2 separate regions of the Zea mays genome follow, and region 2 is linked to region 1. Evidence: chromatin contacts called from public Hi-C data. All regions are on one chromosome and are shown on one strand. Each heading gives the region's core, a stretch centred on a gene start, on an enhancer-like site or on the middle of the called end of the contact. The rest is flanking DNA. Distances are from core to core; before and after follow the strand shown. Region 1 holds the start of LOC100273658 (beta tubulin1). Region 2 holds the start of LOC100281615.

The links. A called contact is a pair of places that touch in the nucleus more often than the background predicts.
Region 2: a Hi-C map of ear shows a contact between it and region 1, with 2.5 times the contacts expected there. The contact joins the promoter of LOC100281615 here to the promoter of LOC100273658 in region 1. A contact is called at or near these places in 2 of 25 Hi-C or Micro-C datasets (ear and endosperm).

The regions. Positions count from the first base shown.
Region 1 is chr1:2,092,678-2,098,352 of Zm-B73-REFERENCE-NAM-5.0, reverse strand. It overlaps LOC100273658 (beta tubulin1), which reads right to left and starts at 2,812. Exons shown (of 2, transcript NM_001348079.1): 1 at 2,312-2,812; 2 at 994-2,222. The coding sequence starts at 2,705. The coding sequence ends at 1,276.
Region 2 is chr1:2,277,301-2,282,975 of Zm-B73-REFERENCE-NAM-5.0, reverse strand. It overlaps LOC100281615, which reads left to right and starts at 2,795. Exons shown (of 11, transcript NM_001411839.1): 1 at 2,795-2,975; 2 at 4,384-4,451; 3 at 4,538-4,734; 4 at 4,820-5,044; 5 at 5,142-5,333; 6 at 5,405-5,515; 7 at 5,596-5,671. The coding sequence starts at 4,889.

The sequences.
Region 1 (5,675 bases), core at 1,563-4,062:
TCCTATTGTCGCCTACAAGGTGTACGAATAGGGCTGGGCAAAAAACTCGAAACCCGAACCCGTAATATCCGAATCCGAACCCGAAATACCCGAAACCCGAATTTTGTTCGGGAATTTCGGGTAGCAACTTGCAAAACCCGAATTTAGTTCGGGTAATTCGGGTATCACAATCGGGTACCCGAAATACCCGAATTACCCGAACTTTCATGTGTCATGTACTCATGTCATGCTTAATTATTAATTTGTACATTTATAAATATGTGTATGTGTGCATAACTTGTGATTGTAGATTGCTTGTGTTTTATATGTCCATGTATATCATTATTCAAACTATATTTTTATACTAATTTAATAGGGTGTATATGTTTTTATGAAGCCGACACAATAGTTCGGGAATACGCGAACCCGAACCAGAAATTTCGGGTACCCGAATTTTCGGGTATTGCAAAACCCGTTGTAATTTCGGGTATCGATTCTCAAAACCCGAAATTTTAAAAACCCGAATTACCCGACTCGAAATTTTCGGATAACCCAAACGCCCACCTCTATGTACGAATGAGGAAGGAGGGGGTGCCCCCTCGAGCACCCTCTCCACGCAGAGAGAATTATCCCACCCCATGTACAGAGAAAGTTCTAATCTCCTGAAATTAATTCTTTTTCAGTATAATTTATGTATTGCTTAGTATTTTAACTCCTATTAAATAGCTCGGTTAAAAAGTAAAGGGAGAGCTGAATAGAGAAATGATTGGAGAGGAGAAATAGGGGAAGATTAGTTGAGGGGATGTATTTAATAAAAAATATGAATAGAAAGTAGGAATAGTGAGATTTTAGGAGGACGAATGGTCAGACCTCAAACAGATGTAGCATGCTCTGATTGCGCTGCACTTTGAACTGGAGGTGCATTGCAATGACAGCAAATAGGAGGTTCACAGTAACAAGCAAGGCTGAATTGTAACTACAGACAAGAGCGTTGAGAATTTAACACAACAGCAGTTCCAGAAACATGAGCAAATAGTGTTCAGACACTGAGCGTTGAGAATTTAACATAACATCGGTTCCAAGAAACAACCAAAGCGCAACAGGGTATTGCAGTTCCTATCCCCCCTTGTGTTGTGCCCGCAGCAGCAGCAGCTACTACTAATCCTGATTAATGATAGAAACGAAACACACCCACGACAGATGATTACCGACCTACTACTACTACGACGACGACGAAAAGCAGCAAATGATTAGTTTTTCATAGACTGACGGTGACTGAATGTGAAGCAGCCTATTCTAGTCCTGGAGATCTCCCTCCTCCTCGTCCTCGTACTCGCCCTCCTCGTCGGCGGTGGCGTCCTGGTACTGCTGGTACTCGGACACGAGGTCGTTCATGTTGCTCTCGGCCTCGGTGAACTCCATCTCGTCCATGCCCTCCCCCGTGTACCAGTGCAAGAAGGCCTTCCTGCGGAACATGGCGGTGAACTGCTCGCTCACGCGCCGGAACATCTCCTGGATGGAGGTGGAGTTGCCGATGAAGGTGGACGCCATCTTCAGCCCCGTGGGCGGGATGTCGCACACCGTCGACTTGACGTTGTTGGGGATCCACTCCACGAAGTAGGAGGAGTTCTTGTTCTGCACGTTCAGCATCTGCTCGTCCACCTCCTTGGTGCTCATCTTGCCGCGGAACATGGCGGACGCCGTCAGGTACCGGCCGTGGCGCGGGTCCGCGGCGCACATCATGTTCTTGGCGTCCCACATCTGCTGGGTAAGCTCCGGCACCGTCAGGGCGCGGTACTGCTGGGAGCCCCTGGAGGTGAGCGGCGCGAACCCCACCATGAAGAAGTGCAGGCGCGGGAACGGGATCAGGTTGACGGCCAGCTTGCGGAGGTCCGAGTTGAGCTGCCCCGGGAAGCGGAGGCAGCAGGTGACGCCGCTCATGGTGGCGGAGATGAGGTGGTTGAGGTCGCCGAAGCTGGGTGTGGTGAGCTTGAGCGTGCGGAAGCAGATGTCGTAGAGCGCCTCGTTGTCGAGCACCATGCACTCGTCGGCGTTCTCCACCAGTTGGTGGACGGACAGCGTCGCGTTGTAGGGCTCCACCACGGTGTCGGAGACCTTGGGCGACGGGAACACGGAGAAGGTGAGCATCATACGGTCGGGGTACTCCTCGCGGATCTTGGAGATGAGCAGCGTGCCCATGCCGGAGCCGGTGCCGCCGCCGAGAGAGTGGCAGACCTGGAAGCCTGACAGGCGGGCATAAGATCCCAGTCAGCAAACCAAGCAACCTTGCAGAAATGGAAGACGAGACGAGACAAGCAAATAACCAACCAACCTTGCAGGCAGTCGCAGTTCTCGGCCTCCTTTCGCACCACGTCGAGCACGGAGTCGATGAGCTCGGCTCCCTCGGTGTAGTGGCCCTTGGCCCAGTTGTTCCCGGCCCCGGACTGACCGAAGACGAAGTTGTCGGGGCGGAAGATGTGGCCGTAGGGACCGGAGCGCACGGAGTCCATGGTGCCGGGCTCTAGGTCCATGAGCACGGCGCGGGGCACGAAGCGGCCGCACGAGGCCTCGTTGTAGTAGACGTTGACGCGCTCAAGCTGCAGGTCGGAGTCGCCGCCGTAGCGGCCGGTGGCGTCGATGCCGTGCTCCGCGCACACCACCTCCCAGAACTTGGCACCGATCTGGTTGCCGCACTGGCCGCCCTGGATGTGGAGGATCTCCCTCATGGCGGCAGGACGATTGTTGCTGAGGATTCGAAAATTCGAGGGCGGCGGCGGCGTGGAAGAGAGAAGGAACAGATCTGGGCGTCGGTGGAGTGTTAGGGTTTGTGGGGAGGGGTTTGCCTTTGCCTTTGCCTTTGCTTTATACTACCAGTAGTAGTAACGGCAGGCAAGCAAGTGCGCGACGGGAGGGAGGGGAAAATACGGCGTCCCGTCAACGGAGGAGCGGAGAGCGAATTTGAATTTTGAAATTTTGGAGTGGAGAACGGCGGAGTGCCTGGGACAGTGAGCCTGGACGCCTGGTCCCCTCTAACGGTCGGGTCGGTGTAGATGGATTGGGCTGGACCTGGCTGACTGGGCTCGCAGCGTCCATTTTCCAGGGACTGTTGAGTGGCCGGGCCTTATTGCGTGAGATACCTTTTCGTTTTCTCCAAAAACAATCCCAATGGCCCGGCCTGGTGGTACTGGCCCACTAGCGCACAACCGGCTCTTACTGATTTTTTTTTTGTGTCTTCTACGTAGGCCTTGCTGGGGGCGAAATCGAACGCAGGAAGCTTGGCGACGGAAGAGCTCCAGCGAGTTTGAAGAACTGTCGCGCGTAGCTCGGGTGAGTGCGTAGGGGCGAAGTGAATGGACTTGAAGAGGAGGGAGGGGGTCGGGACTGTTGAGAACTACGTTACCACGGATCACCACATCCGTTTCCTTCCCTCCCGTCAGCAGTAGAGGCGCGAGAAGTTGTAGATAACCCGTCTTCTTTCCCATAAACACGACAGAGGAAACACACGAGACACTGGATATAGGGTTGGGCCTCTGGCCTTTTTCTGATCTCTGTAATATGAGGGGGTGTACAGGTTCCTTATATAGAGATGTGAGACCCCTCAGGGGCAAAGCAGGTATTTGCCCACATAACCCTAACTAGGGTTACTTAACACTCCCCCTTGGGCGAATACCGCGACCAACACATGCCTCGTTAAAACTCCAAAAAACCCAGTGGGAAAATGTGGAGAAAGAGTGCATGGTGATATAAATTGCATTTGCACTTTGTTGCCTCGTTAAAAACATCATGTGAGAAACTTGAAGAAAACTCACCAAAGGAAAAAGAGTACAACAGCTGTCATCGTGACAGATTTCGATCCGTTGGGATCTAGATTCTATCGAATCTTCTACAAGGGCTAACTTTAGAAATGTGCTCCCCTGATCCTTGCAAAATCGTATCAATAAGGCAAAACATATTCTTCTGGAAGTATATGCACATAAAGATTCAGCAAACGGATTGCATATCCTTGCAAGGTCTATTTCAGGAACTTTACCTCTACTCACTTCTAGGATATACGAGGTAAGTGCACGTATCAATATAAATAAGCCACTTTGACTGATGGTGTTCGATCGACTGGATCTATATATTTGATAGAAAGTTCCATAAAGGTTTACATATTGATCATCAAGCTCACGCCTTCAGGGCATAGAATATGACATTTATTGTCTCACGATTGTGATCAATATAAGCATTCGCTCCCCCTAACGATGACATCTGTCAAAGTCGTTACCCCTCATAACTCAAGTATATTCTTCAAGATATATGTCCCATTGTTCATCTAGAATAACGAGAATGAATGAGGTTGGGGTGCTATCATTTTCTATCTTACACCATAATTTATACATAGTTGTGCAAAGCAAGTAGCATGTCCTTCTATAGGACTTTAGGGGATAATATAGTTGCAATAGTACATATTCTAAATATGACACATCGCTCCAGGCGTTCATCCATTGCAACATCTATGATGGTGTAACAAAAGTCCATCAAAGATCGTAATCCATTAGTGATTTTTCATCGATTAGATACATCGTTATAGTCTGTCATTCTGGCACAATGGGGATATTTTGCCAGTAACACCTAAACCTTATAGGTTTCTGCCATCGGGGCTTTAGAGGATACCGTAATTCCACATCAAGTGGAAAATACCATGAGTAAAACTCGTGGAATGCACATGTGCTTATTCGGTGAACTTCAAGTCCTTTGGTACCTCATCTTATTCCTTTTCGGGTCTGTATGGGTCTTTATCCCTTTATAGGGATTATCAAACTTTGGTGTTTAACACAGACTTTATGTCTTCTGGAAAGGTTCCATCTAGGAACTATAATCTCAAATAGGAGATATTCTCTCTACATAGGAGAGTGTTCATTCGTCGGGAATGTATTATTCGGTACTAGATTTATATGTTGCATATTTATAATTTAAAGATATGAGTCCTCCTAGGATCTCATGACGGATCTTCAGAATCCTATTAACTGCATATTTTAATTCATGTCATTTGCCAGATATATTACATAGCGGAACAGTGTTTATTCAACACATACGTGGGATGGGTCTCTCACAAGACCACTTGAACCATCGCATTCACCACACATTATTTCAATAGTGCCCATAAATGTTCGAACTTCAAGCTCGTGACTTTCATTTTGCGATTATTGGTTCAGCCTCGATTGCATTTATCAATGACCCGATAAGAGAGCTTAAAGCACTCATGCCTAGGACTTTGTTTTGGATCCGTTTGCAATCTAGAGAGGCAAGATAGATGTCGACACATTTGTCTCCCACATTTAATAATGATCTTCGCCGTTTCCCAAAAACAAAAGATTCATTGTTCCGTATTCCCAGCACAATGATATTGCGCGCATTGCTAGGAACTTCATCATTAAGATGAACCTCTTCGTGAGGCAAATCACCATCAGGGTGAATTAATCGAAGGAGAGTTATCACAGACCACGTGAATCTGCAATCAGAACATATGCTTTGACTAAGGCCGATGGATCATATCCGCAGGCGTCCCCGCAGAACAGATCAAATGCCAATAAGTCAAATGTGGATATGATATTAATCCCGGGTATATCCACATCTACATCAGGTAGAAGCATTCAAACCAATATGGTTACTCCTCAACGATTTCTGGCAAACTCCATATACACAGGAGTACA
Region 2 (5,675 bases), core at 1,546-4,045, 180 kb before region 1:
ATTGCCTTGGAGTCCATTTTAGGATCTTGGAGCATGCCATGAGGTGTTCAACATCGAGCAAACTCATCTAGCTCTGTTTCTTGTTGGATCTGTAATGGAGGGCCACTTTAGCTTCAGTTCAATACCGATATACATAGCTGACATATTTTGCTGAAAAAACGTAGAAGGTTATTGTAGCCAAGTTTACTGCTGATTTTGTTTTTTACCCTTTTCACTGTAAATAAAGGTGATTTGCAGCCATCTCGTAGAAGGTGTCTGTATACGATGGCATCAGTGATGCTCATCTTTTCAACAAAAGCTGCTGATATTCACCAGATAATCCCTCTTGTGAAAGCTGCAGGACCAGATAAAATGGTTTGTTGATTCCCATGTTTATTTGCTAGCTGCTGTAGCATTGATCCTCATCTTTGCTTGATGGATGACTGCCAACTTGTTAATACCTCTGCGGAGTCATCTAACAGTGAGATGGTTTATGGTTCTGAGGAAGATGAAAATGATGCACTGGCCTTTCTTTCAGCCATAAGCGAGCACGACATGGAGCTAATATAAACCGTGATGTGCCACTTCAGGGAGAAGTTTGAAAATTTACCAGAGGTGTGGATTTAGTTTTCCTTAGTATTTTTGTTTACTTGTATAGAACGAATTACATAATAGATAACCGATTGTCTTTAGCTGTTATCTCCAGAAGTTTAATGGGGTAGAAGAACAACTTGTTCAAGAGTTTTCCCTGGATGATTTGTTTCCTCTTGTTGCTCCACTGTTCATGGAGACGCCACACTCTTGTTCGATGTATGCAGAAAAGGCCGAACAATGTTTTGATGAGGTAGCAACTGATCCTTCACAAATAGTTGATCTGTGTTACAATGTTAATATTCGACAATTACGGTATTGCCGTTGTAACCTGTTGTTTGTCTGCTCATCTCCTGTCCACAGGATACTACAAGTTTCCTTTGCAGCGCTACATGGCCCTCGTGGATCTCCAGGTAACTGATCATTAAGTTTCATTGTTATGCATAGTATATTAGTATAGCTGATAGAAGGAGTTCATTTGGGCTATACTTTTCTCTATCACAGGAAGGGAACGAGAGGCTTTTCTACAAGCTGCTCATTGACAACATTGAGGAGCCGTTGGTGAGGCCTGCCAAAAGTATGGATCCATATTGAGTCGCCCTCAGTGTCTTTATATCAGTTTGAAGGAAAAGTAAGTTCTGTTTTTTTGCCATTGCCTGTTCAGGTTCATATGGTGTTTTTATTTGGTTGTGCAGGGGAAAGATCCTTGAGGTGCTAAAACTGGCTAGAGAGGAGCATTCAAGTTACAGTGTTTACCGATGGTGAACGTATTTTGGGCTTGGAGATATTGGATGCCAGGTATGGTAGCATCTTGTTCTAGGTGTATTGAGCATTGATGACAAGCAATCTCCCAGGCTTTCTATTGATTAAGATAACATCTATTTAGGGAGTGGGGATTCCTGTCAACAAACATTCTGTAGTTTGTCGTGTGCTGTCAAGGCATGCATATAGCTAGGTTAGGACTTCGTTGTCAAAGATAACAAGTAATTTATGTTGGGTTTAAATTTTGAGTATCCGACATATAAATCACAAGTACATAATGGATTCAACAGTGTGTGTGATATCGTGGTATATTTATAATGTTGTTTCATGGGGGCGCCACTGCCGTTGGGTAAGTTTTATAATCACACTAACCTTGGACAGTAATATTTTCTGAAAGAATTAGCTTCCCACAAAATAATCACCAAGTTGAATAGGGGTCTGCTAGCTTGGCCCCCTAATCTCTATATAGCGCTACACTGACTATTTGAGTAATCCGTCATGCAGGGTCTACAATAATCGAGCATTACTTACAGTCGCAACTACAACGTTTCAGACTTCCTGCCGTGTGATAACCAAGTTCCTTTGAATATTGTGTCAACTACTAGGGCATGTTAGAATTGCTTGCGTGTGTGCTTTTCCATTGTTCAGGCAACATAAAGCTTGAGACCATTTATTTAGTCTATGCTGATGAGTTCGACTGCTAATTAGCACGCCTTTCAGTCAAAAGCAGCATGTGTATTGTATAACTGTAAATATTGTCTTGATTTCAACAAACTTGTTTTTTGTGCTAGAACTTTATTTCACGAACTTCATATGATAGACCCTACTGTAGAGTATTTCTTTCTCTTCTTATTTCCCATTATTTTTATCACTTCTCTTTCAACAAGAATTTTCTTTCTTATTTTATTTTATTTTATGTAGAAGTGTAGAACCATATAGTCTCTTTGGCTAATTTAATGTGGTTTTGTTATCTGAAAATCTGAACTAATATATTTATCCCATCTTTAAAAGTGGTATTTTGAATTATTAGATCGACATGTTAACAACTGGGTGGGGGTATTTTATCTACTATCTTTACTACTATAATGCACTACTTTTAATAGTTCCAGTCGTGGTTTTTGTGTGTCGCGCCCCCACCCGCTCGCTTGTTCTCCACGCTTCGCTATCCAGAAGCATCCGCCCGCTCTCTGACATCTACAAACACTATCCTGAGCATTACATATCTTTTTGAACTGATTTAGTTGTGCATTACCATTTTATTTAATATTTTGTATGCCGTCGCAACGCACGGGCACCTACCTAGTTTATATATATAATAAACAATAATCAAGTCGAATGTGTCATGCCTGGCCTAAGTAGTAGGAAACAATGGGCCGGCCCGGTCCACTGGAGGCAGCAGCAGTCCAGCAGTCGGCAGTGCGAGACGATAGATAAGGACTACTCCCCACAGCAGCTGAAAACCAAAGAAACCGTTGGCGGACGCCCACCAACCAAAAAAAAAAAAAACCCACGCCTTTCCTCCCCGCCGGGGCTCTCCACTCTCGCTCCAACGCCGACGGAGAAGCCGCAGCTCTGCTCCCTCGCTCTCTCTTCCGGGAGCGCGTGGCTCTATTCCATTCGCGCCCGCTCGGCTGACAACGGAGGTACGTCCCCAGACGGCTACCCCTTCTGTCCTGCCTGCGTTTCCCGAGCGGCGGATAGTAGTCGGGGCTAGGTTTCTGGCCTGCCTCACCGTCCCGAATGGGCTTCCGGACGCGTAATACGGGTAGGGTTTGCGCCCGCGGCCTCGGCCTTTGATTTGGGTTTAACTTTCACCCCATTTCGGGCTTGGGATTGCCTGCGCGCGCCTGCATGCCGTTCTCCTGTTTCCACCTGCGCTGTGCGTGAAATGTTGAAATCAGCCACGGCTGGAGGCTGTCTGGGTTCGGGAGCCTTTTACTGGAGCAGATAGTCGCCTTGGTTCGGGAGCCTTGGAATCAGCCACGGCTGGAGGCTGTCTGGCTCAAGACCAACTTCGAGGTTAGGCCATGTGGTATTTGGTTGCTGGGTACCGTTTCGGTGGTCACTGTTCATGTTTCCGGTGTGTTGTAAATAATACCACATTGTGTGTTGTGGCTGTACATGGATGATTTATATGGTTGAGAGTGCAACCTTCTAATGTGCTAGCTTTTTGGAGAGTGTTGGTCAAACAGACCTAAAGCCCACTTATATGCGTTTGGACGTGTGTGTCGTGGCCCGACGGCTTGGATTGGCGTGCCTTGTGTGCGGGTGACTCAACGGGTACACCATGTGTTGGTGGGTCGGGTTCCAACAATTGGTATCAAAGCCAGGTTGGCCTAGTGTATCTCAGACAAATCTCGGCTCACAATGTGTGAGGGAAAGATTGTTAGAAATAGTCTCACATTGTGTGGTATCGGTGGGCAAGCATGGTTTTATGGTTGAAGGTGCAATCCCCTAATGGGCTAGCTTTTTGGAGGGAGTGGTGGCCCAACGGTCCTAAAACCCACTACTATGCGTTCGGGTCACAACACACGCGCCCGAACGCACAACAGTGGGCTTTAGGTCTGTTGGACCAACACTCCCCCAAAAAGTTAGGCCATTAGGGATTGCACCCTCAAACTTATAAATCATGCTTGGCCACCCACAACAAACAATGTGGGACTATTCCCAACAATCTGTCGTAGTAAGGTGCGAAGAATGCTAATGAACTCACTAACAATGGCCTTCCTATACATTTGTGTTAGTAATGTGTAAGACTAAGACAAATTGGCAATTGGCTCCATCGAGCTGAATGCGTCCCACTGTGTCTTCTCTTTTGTACCTGTACTTTTAAGGTTGGTATCCTTTCCATGTGCATCATGTGATTATCAGTACTTGCAACTCTCCTTAGTTGAAATTGATTATTCTGTGTGTTCAGTTTCCTCACATATTATGCTCTCATGTCAGATCTCTCCTTTTGTTTTACTGTGATTGTTCATTTATCCACGCTTTTTCTAAAGATGTCATTCATGCTTTATTGTTGACCTGATATTTTTTACTCATGCATCTCAGCTGTAGGTTAACCTGGTAAACCAATTACCTTGAAGCTGAACTGTGCCGTTGAAGCCAAAATTTATTACGTGAGTCTAGATTGCAAAAAATAGGCGCCACTCATTGATCTGATGCCAAATGAGATAATTGTGGCATACCCTGATTTCTTCTACAGGATAAAATTTTGATCCTTTCATTTGTTGGACATTGGATCAACTGGTGCTGTTATACATAGAAAGGAGTTCATTGTAATTTCTCATCTATATTTAGTGGTGCCATAATCATTTTTCCACTGGTGTTCGGCAATAATGTCGGAGAGCGAGTTAGCAGTAATAAAACCAGAGGTACAATCCCCTGCAGCCCCCCTCTCCGGTAATTAGAGGGAAGCAATTACTTTTCCAATCTTATGCGGTTCAATTCAGCCTGTCTTGAGCTTATTGGTGGTGAACTATAACAGGCGTTAAAGACTTATATCTGGCTTCAGTGCTTTGATGGTTCCATTCAGCAAGTGGAGGAGGAGGTTGCAATGTTCTGCCCCATGATATGTCGTGAAATTGTGAAAAATGGCACAGGGTCGTCCAAAAATCATGCTATTGCGCTCCCTGAAAGAGTTAATCCAGCCAGTTTGAGTTTGATTCTTGACTACTGCCGGTTTCATCAGGTTACTGGGCGCTCAAACAAGGTATGCTACAATTTTAAATTTTCCAGTATATTTCACCTGTTGAGTTTACGTAGGTTCCAATAATCTTAGTAGTTTTTCCCTTATATGTGCTATGCAGGAGCGGAAGTCCTTTGATGAAAAATTTGTTAGGATAGAAACAGAAAGACTCTGCGAATTGACTTCTGCAGCTGACAGTCTACAGCTAAAGCCACTTGTTGATCTTACTAGTCGAGCTCTTGCTCGAATTATTGAAGGAAAGACACCTGAGGAAATCCGTGACATTTTCCACTTACCAGATGACTTAACAGAGGTTAGAGTGCCTTCTATAGCTTTAGATGTGAAATCATTAAATACTTACTGTCAAAACTTACATGCCCTCAGGAAGAGAAGTTGGAGCCCCTAAAAAATGTAAATGATGATCCTAGGATTCGCCTATTGAACCGGTTGTACGCGAAGAAGCGGAAAGAGCTCCAGGAGCGCCAGAAGCTGAAGGTAACTATGATGGACTGTACATGTTGTGTTTGGCAACATTCATTTTCCGACTTCATTCAGTCATGCTCACTGTATTTCAGGATGTACAAGTACAAAAGGAGGAAAAAGATGAGAGATCTTTGGATGAGTTACTTTGTTTTATTAATGGGGATGGAGGTAT